Regions from separate parts of the Mus musculus genome. Here regions 2 and 3 are each linked to region 1. A link is a contact called in public promoter capture Hi-C data. All regions are on one chromosome and are shown on one strand. Each heading gives the region's core, a stretch centred on a gene start, on an enhancer-like site or on the middle of the called end of the contact. The rest is flanking DNA. Distances are from core to core; before and after follow the strand shown.

Region 1 (2,571 bases), core at 36-2,535:
ACACACTGGCACTGAACAGTTGGCACCTTTATTTGTGATTCAAAGTCCTGCTTTGAATCCAAGGAAGTGCTGGCGTCTCCAGACACCTTCATGGCAGCAGAGATCAGTTATCACAGGGTTTCCAGCCAGGAACAAGAGCCTGGTGGTGGTAGGAGCGAGCCAGAAGCCAAGAAGCCAGAAGCCACTTGAGAACTAAATCTCAAGACAAACTGACTTGCCTCCAGATCCCACAGCAACATACTCTGTGCCTCAGTTTACCCAGCAGTTATCTAGGCACACTTCCTTTGGATCTGTAAGTGACAGGAGACAGAATAATTAACAGCTAGAGCATAGTTAGATCCTCAGATAGAAAGTGCTGCAAGCCGCACGTCTCATTATTCATAAAACTCTTGATCCCCTTGGGCCTTCCCATGAGCTAACCGGCAGAGTTACTCCTAAGTCAAGTTCCATACACAGAAGCATGCAAAGGCTGCAGGGCCTCTGCAGGTAAAGTGTCCAGAGCTCCAGGCTCACGGAAAAGGGAAGTGCAACCTTGATAGGGGTGGCAAAAAGGAGGGGATACATGCAATTTGGAGGTCCGAGTGGTTAATCTGCAGGCTCACGTTCCCAAGTGCCCTGCGAAGGTGAGACATGTGTCTCTCACATGTACCTTCCAAAAACACCAAGGAGAGGTGGAATCAGGGGAGCGGACGGTGCATTTAAACTAGAAAGGGAGGAAGGGCAGCTGGGCGGACAGACAGACCTTGGCAGCATCTAGGAAGGGAAACATGGAGAGTCAGGATGCTGGGAAAGAGGTGCGGTAAGGTGAGGAAGAGACAGGGCAATGGGACCAGGAGGGTGGACAGACGATGACAAGCACGCGGGCCCAGAGGGGTGAGCAACTGGGACACCTGTGGAGGAGACCCCCAAGAGAAAGGGAGGAAGGCAGCAGGGTGGTCTGCGGCGGGAGGTAGCAGCGCCGGGTGTGGTGGGGACGACGGGTCCAGGCCCAGGGCGCCGCGCCAGCGGAGCCGGCCCGGTGGGTCTCTGCGGGGTCGAAGGTGCCTTCCGCGGCCCCTCCCCGGGAGACAAAGGGCCGGCGGCTCCCCCGCGTCCCGGCGCAGCGCCGGCCCCCATGCTGCGGTCGCGGCCCGGCCTCGCGCTTACCTGGGCCGCCCGAACGCGCGGCGCCGGGGGCTGCGGGTCCGGAGCGCGGCGGCCTGTTCCGGGGCGCGCTCAGCCGGAGAAGCAGCCGCGGCGGCGGCAGCAGCACCAGGAGCGGCCGCCTCAGCCTCCGCCTCTCCGTGAGTCACCGCGGCCGGGAGGGAGGGAGGCGCCAGGCTGCCGGAGGAGGGACCGGCGGAGGGGGGCGGCATCAGGCTCCGCGCGCGCGGCGGAGGCGCGGCGCCGACCACGCCCCAGAGGGAGGTACCCTGAGGGGCGGGGCCTGAAGGGGTGGAGCCCCTAGAGCGGGAAAGGAACAGGCATTGGTTAACACACCTTTGGGGCGGGCTGCTTGCTGGAGGGCGGAACCCTGAGCCTCAACACGAGAAGGACAACTCATTGGTCATCTCTGGTTGAGGGCGGGACCAGAGGCTCGTGGGCGGGGTCTCGCGGTGGGTGGGTAGGGGCTCTGTCTGTACTGAGAACCCAGGGGAGGAGCAGGCGAGGCTAGAGTGAGGGGTCATATAGGGTAGAATTTTCACTGAGGCCACTTGACCCAGAACCCCAGAAAGAATGAAATGGAAGAGGTTGCAGACTATTTAGTGGCGTGGGCGTGGTATCTTGGAACAGTTAGGTCTGCTCTTGAATTTGGGGCCTAGCCTGGGGTCTGTGAAATCCAGAGTGCCCAGGGCCTCTGTGATTAAAATCTTTCTACCGGCAGTCTTGCTGTATCTGGAGAGGTTGAAAGGGGAAAATTGTTCATTTTCGGCAAATTGCTTTTAGTTTAAAGGCACATGAATGCTTAAGAGTGGTATCATTTCCAATTTATTTTTGAAAAATTTATGTGTGTGCCTCCATGTTTGTATGTGTGCCACATGTATGTCTAATGCCTTGGCATGGATTCCCTGAAACGAATTACAGACAGTTGCGAGCAACCATGTGGGGCTGGGAACTGAACTCTGGTCCTCTACAGAAGCAGCAAGAGCTCTTAGCTGAGTATACTCTCTGCTAGTGTCCATGGGCACCTACCCATGGTATACATACAACAGGCATCCACACATAAAAATCAATTGAATAAATAAATTTAAAAACTAAAAATGGTACTCATTCCGGTAGCATACATACTAAAATTGAAACAATACAGAGATCAGCATGGGCCTGGCACAAGGATGACACACAGATCTGTGAAGCATTCCATAGTAAAAATAGAATTTTAAATGACAAAAACTAAAACCTTAAAAATACAGTAAACTGTGTTTGTTTTTTTTTTTGTTTGTTTTTGTTTTTTTGTTTGTTTGTTTGTTTTTTTCAAGACAGGGTTTCTCTGTGTAGCTCTGGCTGTCCTGGAACTCACTCTGTAGACCAGGCTGGCCTCGAACTCAGAAATCTGCCTGGCTCTGCCTCCCAAGTGCTGGGATTAAAGGCGTG
Region 2 (2,571 bases), core at 45-2,544, 240 kb after region 1:
TGCATTAAAAAATTTAAATTGCATTAATTATTTATTGTGTGTGTTGGGGAGGGCAGTATTTGTGCCACAGTGCACATGTGGAGATCAGAGCACAACTTTTGGAAGTTGATTCTCTTCTTTCTCCATGTGCGTTCTGGGAATCAAGAATGGGTCATCAGGCTTGGTGGTAAATGCCTGTGCTTCTTACTGGCCCGAAAACTGATTTTATTATATATAAGCTTTTAAACTGCTTACATTGTTTTCATACCAAAACAGCTATGCAAGAGACAGCTGGGGGCTGGAGAGGTAGCTCAGCAGTTAAGGGCACTTGTTGCTCTTGCAGAGGACTGGGTTCATTTCCTATCATTCACTGCGGTGGGTGACTCATAACCATCCAATACTCTGGATCTAGGGAGATCCCTCACCCTCTTCTGGCCTCCATGGGAAATCTCTTTTTGCCTTGGCTCTCCTGGAAAACCTATGTAAAGTAGGGTGGGCTGAGACTTAACCTGCCTGCCTCTGCCTTCGGAGTGCTGGGATTAAAAGTGTGTGTCCCTATGCCCTCCCAACAATAAGATCTGCTAGGAAACCTGACCTTGGTTTTCTGCTGTCCATTTTAAAGTTAATTTTTAAATATTCATGCCAGTAGCAAGGTGCTGTGATTGCGTTTGGTAACCCAGTGAGATCTGAAATGGAGGGTGAGCTAGCAAGCTGGTCTGCTGCTTCTGTTTGTTAGGGAGGGCAGGCCTTCAGTGGTTGCTCTGTCAAGGATTGTGCGTTACAGTAGGCTAAATACTGTTGTTCACAGATGTATTGTTCAGTAATGTGTATGATGTGGGTATAAGCAGGAAATATTCAGCAAGCAGAACCTTTTAGAGTTTTTGGTTTATTTTAGAGATAAAAGTAATTGAAGTAGTATGATGCCCATTGGAAAGCACCGGGGAGGGGCATCTTTATAAGGGAGGGAGGAGACGGGAAAGGTTGGGGGTTTCTCAGAAGCCCTTTGTTTTGGCAGAGCAGAGAATGCAGTAAGGCAATGATTCTGGGGTTGGTTCTCCGCCTTCTGCTTTGTTCTCTTGACTCTGCTGTCATCTTGTTTGCCAGGCTCCTTGGCCTTTGTGGTTTGTTTATGTGTGTGCACATGCTTATGTTTGTGGTGCCTGTTGAGGCCACGGGGTGTCAGATCCCTGGGGTAAGAGTTACAAGTGTTATTGAACTGCCCGACGTGGGTGCTGGGATCTGAACTCTAGGCCTTAGAATTGAGCAGCAAGTGTTCCTTACTGCTGAGCTGTCTGCTGACCCACACTACACCTTTTTATGTTGATTCTGGTGAGTAACTCTGTATGTGGCTAGCACTTTCACCTCTCAGCCATCTCCCTGGCCCCAGCTTTATCTCCTAAAATTGTTCAATATTTGCTTAGGAAGATCAGCTGTTTGTTTTGGTGGGGGAGTGTAAGATCTCACTGTGTCGTTGAGTCTGGCTTCACCTTTTTATCTTCCTACCTTGATCCCCTGAGCCACCATATCTAGCTTTTAGAATTAAAAAAAAATTGTATAAAGCAAGTGTGTTCTAAATTTTGTCCTGTTTTATTTGTTTGCCTGCATGTCTGGTCTCCTGATGCCTGTGGAGGCCAGAAGAGAGGTCAGATCTCCCAGAACTGGATTCACAGGAGGTTGTGAGCTGCCCTGTGGGCGACTGCAATGAACCAGAGTCCTTTGGAAAAGCAGTCTCTCTAGTCGCATGGGGTTGGTTGGTTTGTGTGTTTGTTTGTTTGTTTTTCAAGACAGGGTTTCTCTGTGTAGCCCTGGCTGTCCTGGAACTCACTCTGTAGACCAGGCTGGCCTCGAATTCAGAAATCGGCCTGCTTCTGCCTCCCGAGGGCTGGTATTAAAGGTGTGCACCACCATGCCTGTCTAGTCTCATGTTTTGTTGTTTTAAAGAATGACCATATGGTGACATTGGAGAGTTGTGGCTTGTTTTCTTTTCTTTTCATATCCCCCCTTTGATAGAGTCTTTTTATATAGCCCTGGCTGTCCTGCTGTTCTAGAACTCACTAGGTAAACAAAGCTCACCTTGAACTCTTCCTTTAGAATGCTGGGGTTGAGATGTTGCCACCACTCATTCATTCATATATATATATATATACATATACACACACACACACACACACACACACACACACCTGTTTGGGTTTGTTTTTTTTAAATCACATTAGGGATGTAGTTTGTTATATTTAAATGGTTAAAGCACTTTTTGGTTATAAGTATTTTATTCAAATCTACTTTATGTTTTCTGCCCTTTTACTGTATTGGCAGAAGACTCTAAAAGGTTATGGCTGTAGGTTTTGATTTCATGGTTTTGAAATATAAATGGTGGATATAATATTTTATTTTGTGCCCTTTTCCCTTAATTTTTGACGTAGGATTCTTTCAGCAGATGAAGGCTACTCTGGTATCACTGGGCTTTTTGCTTTGTGTTTTTGAGGCAGAGTCATACTGTGCAGCCTTAGAAGTCCACAAATAATCATCCTCCTGCCTCAGCCTCGTGAGTGGGATGATTACAGGCACGAGCCACCATGCCTAGTCCGTCAC
Region 3 (2,571 bases), core at 19-2,518, 150 kb after region 1:
CCTGAGGGATTGGTACAGGTTTCTAGTAGGTTTATACTACGCGCCCTTTACAGCTGTGGTTCACGTTGCCGGCTGCTGTGTACCTTCTCCTCGTGATGGTGTTAGTCTTAGATGCTAGCCCACTCCTAATTGTGTGGCTCAGTGAGAAGGCACTGTTAAATTTGAAGGTGAGCTGTGCTGAGCAGCAGGGCTTGGCCACTGTCACCAAATCAGTGCCAGCCTTGTGTGTCTGACTACCCTTCAATTTCCTGGTCAGGTGACTGTGTTAGCAAGACATTCTTACTAAAAATAAAATTTTCAGTTTGAACATTCATCAGCTGTCTCCTTGTTCTCAGTTGAATGCAACAGAGGGAAACAATTTCTTAAGTGTTGGTGGATTCGAGGAGAAAGTGGAACACTTAGTGTGATTTCCATGCAGATCATGGGTGTGTGTTAATCAGCAACACTGTGGGGGCAGGGCAAGTGGGAGTGCTGAGGTGTGCAGCAGGACCCTCCCCCCACGCTCTCAGCCGCCCTGTCTGCGCCCTACAGGCCGTGGGCCCTGCCAGAGTGCTGCTAGTGCTCAACGCTCGTCCTTCCCTGCACAGCTGAGCTCTGGTGCTGCTTGGACAGTTGTCCTGGTGGACCAGCCACACCAAAGAGTTGTAGAGTTGTTTTTATGGATGGGGAAAACCAGTGTGTCTTGGGGGGAGGGGGGGATGGGGCAGGGGAGAGTGCAAGTGTGTGGACTACAGACTGGTAGTCATCTTCAGAGCCTGCGTGCTAACCTTTCTCACACCTAACGTTTGTGGTTCTCTTTCTTACAGATCTTTATCCCCATTTTACAAGGCCTGGCGCTGGCTGCCAAAGAGTGCTCCTTGGAAAGCGACTACTTTAAGTACCCCCTCATGGTAAAAGCTCAATCTTTCCTTTTTAATTGATATATAAATAATCCCCTCATGGTAAAAGCATATTCCTTTTTTTTTATCAGATCTGTGTTTAACCTTGTTTTTCCTTTTCTTTCTTTTTCTTTTTTTTCTTTTTCCCTTTCCTTTCCTTTCCTTTCCTTTCCTTTCATTTTTTTCTTCCTTTCTTGAGACACAGTCTCATGTCTGCGTTAGCTCATGGCCCTGCGCCCTCCTCTCGAGTGCTGAGATTACAAGTGTAGATCACTCTCACCTTCAGATGTAAAACCTGAGACCCTGCTATAGGCCAGACACTTGTGTGACTGTGTCCTGAGCCACCCTAGTGTATTGGCAGCTTTCCATGCCCCGCCACTGCCAGTCCTAGACAGCAGCGAGTGAGGCACTGTGGGAATGTGCCTTGCTATTCTGGGGAGCCAGCACAAAGGATGACTGTCAGAGGCATCTTGCTGGTTTACAGAACAACAAGCAAGCCATACTTGGGATTTGAACATCAAGCATCATGAGATAGCTTGCTCTTGAGTTACTAGATGCTTGCTGTTCAGGCCTGACAACTGGAACCCACGTCAAGATGAGAGAGAGATCCCACATACATACTCAACTCCCCCTTTCCCCGGACACACACACACAGTAATAATAAATGGAGACGCAACATAGGATTGGGGCTGGGAAGACAGCTTAGCAGTCAGGAGTGTCTGATGCTCTTCCGCATGGCTCGAGTGTGGTTTGCAGGACAGCCTGGAACTCCGGCTCCAGAGGATTTCCCTCTTCTGCCTTCACAGGTGCTGCCGAGCACTCAGGAGGCATATACCTGGCACACACAAATAAAAATAAATCTTTAAAAAATCCCCAACAGATCATTTTAGTATCTTCCTGTGTTGTGCAGGCTGGCCGTGTGGTCATGAACCTGCATCATTATCCCGAATGCTAGGATGACTGCTTTGTGTTGCCATGCCCGACTGGGCCAGAGAGATGATCCAGCAGGTTAAAATACTTGCCACACAACCCTGTGACCTGAGTTTGCTTTCTCGGAATCAACATTAAAAGACAGGTGTGCTGCCTACTATCTGTAGTCACAGGATAGCTAGGGTAAGATAAGAGGCTGGTACAGGATAATTGTGGGCTAGCTAGCTTGGAGCAGCAAAGCACAATAGTAGAAAAAGGAGATTCTGCCCCAAAACCTGGTGCAGGGCACTAACCAACTGCTGAGCAGTTTTACTTTGACATCTAGATAGGGGCTTTGGCATGTGTGCGCCTGTCTATACATGTGCGTGTGCACATGCACACACACACACACACACATACACACATAAGCGCACACTAAGTGAGTAATTTTTTAAAATTTTAATAGCCTGTTAATACAGGTTAAGGAGTTGATTTAGTAGCTAAAGTGCTTGCCTGGCAAGCAGGAGGACTAAACCCACATAAATCTCGGTGTGTCTGTAGCCTGCCTGCCATTGAGGCCACACATCTCATCCGTGGTCTTTGTTTCCAAGTAGATGTGCCTGGTGCCCCGTGGTGCTCAGAACAACCATAGACTATAATAAGAGTCTTTAGCCAGATTCTCACCGAGGACTCAACTGTTATAAAATACTGCTGTCCATACAAGAGGCATCGTGGTCCATGACTTTCATCCCATCACTTGGCAGGCAGAGGCGGGTGCACCTGA

Evidence for each region. Promoter capture Hi-C pulls out the DNA fragments that hold promoters and counts their contacts.
Region 2: a promoter capture Hi-C map of embryonic stem cells shows a contact between it and region 1, with 2.8 times the contacts expected there. The contact joins the enhancer-like site here to the promoter of Ctnnbip1 in region 1. A contact is called at or near these places in 5 of 39 promoter capture datasets (the C10 cell line, cranial neural crest, embryonic stem cells and 1 more), 2 of 115 datasets of contacts at active chromatin or transcription factors (extraembryonic endoderm stem cells and pancreatic cancer cells) and 2 of 9 other capture datasets (adipose tissue and liver).
Region 3: a promoter capture Hi-C map of hippocampal neurons shows a contact between it and region 1, with 3 times the contacts expected there. The contact joins the enhancer-like site here to the promoter of Ctnnbip1 in region 1. A contact is called at or near these places in 8 of 39 promoter capture datasets (the 3T3-L1 cell line, embryonic stem cells, frontonasal cranial neural crest and 4 more), 8 of 484 Hi-C or Micro-C datasets (CD4 T cells, the MNK3 cell line, the N1E-115 cell line and 5 more), 5 of 115 datasets of contacts at active chromatin or transcription factors (double positive thymocytes, embryonic basal ganglia, embryonic hindbrain and 2 more) and 3 of 9 other capture datasets (adipose tissue, embryonic stem cells and liver).

The regions. Positions count from the first base shown.
Region 1 is chr4:149,516,955-149,519,525 of GRCm38.p6, reverse strand. Ctnnbip1 (catenin beta interacting protein 1) reads right to left here and starts at 1,285. Exons shown (of 5, transcript NM_023465.4): 1 at 1,147-1,285. Gm24381 (a small nuclear RNA gene) reads left to right here and starts at 2,244; the gene lies at 2,244-2,347.
Region 2 is chr4:149,280,979-149,283,549 of GRCm38.p6, reverse strand. The region is part of intron 2 of Kif1b (kinesin family member 1B); the gene reads left to right. Among named protein-coding and RNA genes, the nearest start is that of Kif1b, 25 kb to the left of the region's middle. Within about 2 kb of position 1,294, at least 56 of the 459 cell types and tissues checked have an H3K27ac peak or open chromatin away from gene starts, as enhancers often do. A contact at or near this core is called in embryonic stem cells, extraembryonic endoderm stem cells, liver and 1 more, where this site is marked.
Region 3 is chr4:149,363,773-149,366,343 of GRCm38.p6, reverse strand. It overlaps Ube4b (ubiquitination factor E4B), which reads left to right. Exons shown (of 27, transcript NM_022022.3): 10 at 807-890. Among named protein-coding and RNA genes, the nearest start is that of Ube4bos3, 30 kb to the right of the region's middle. Within about 2 kb of position 1,268, at least 44 of the 459 cell types and tissues checked have an H3K27ac peak or open chromatin away from gene starts, as enhancers often do. A contact at or near this core is called in cortical glia and hippocampal neurons, where this site is marked.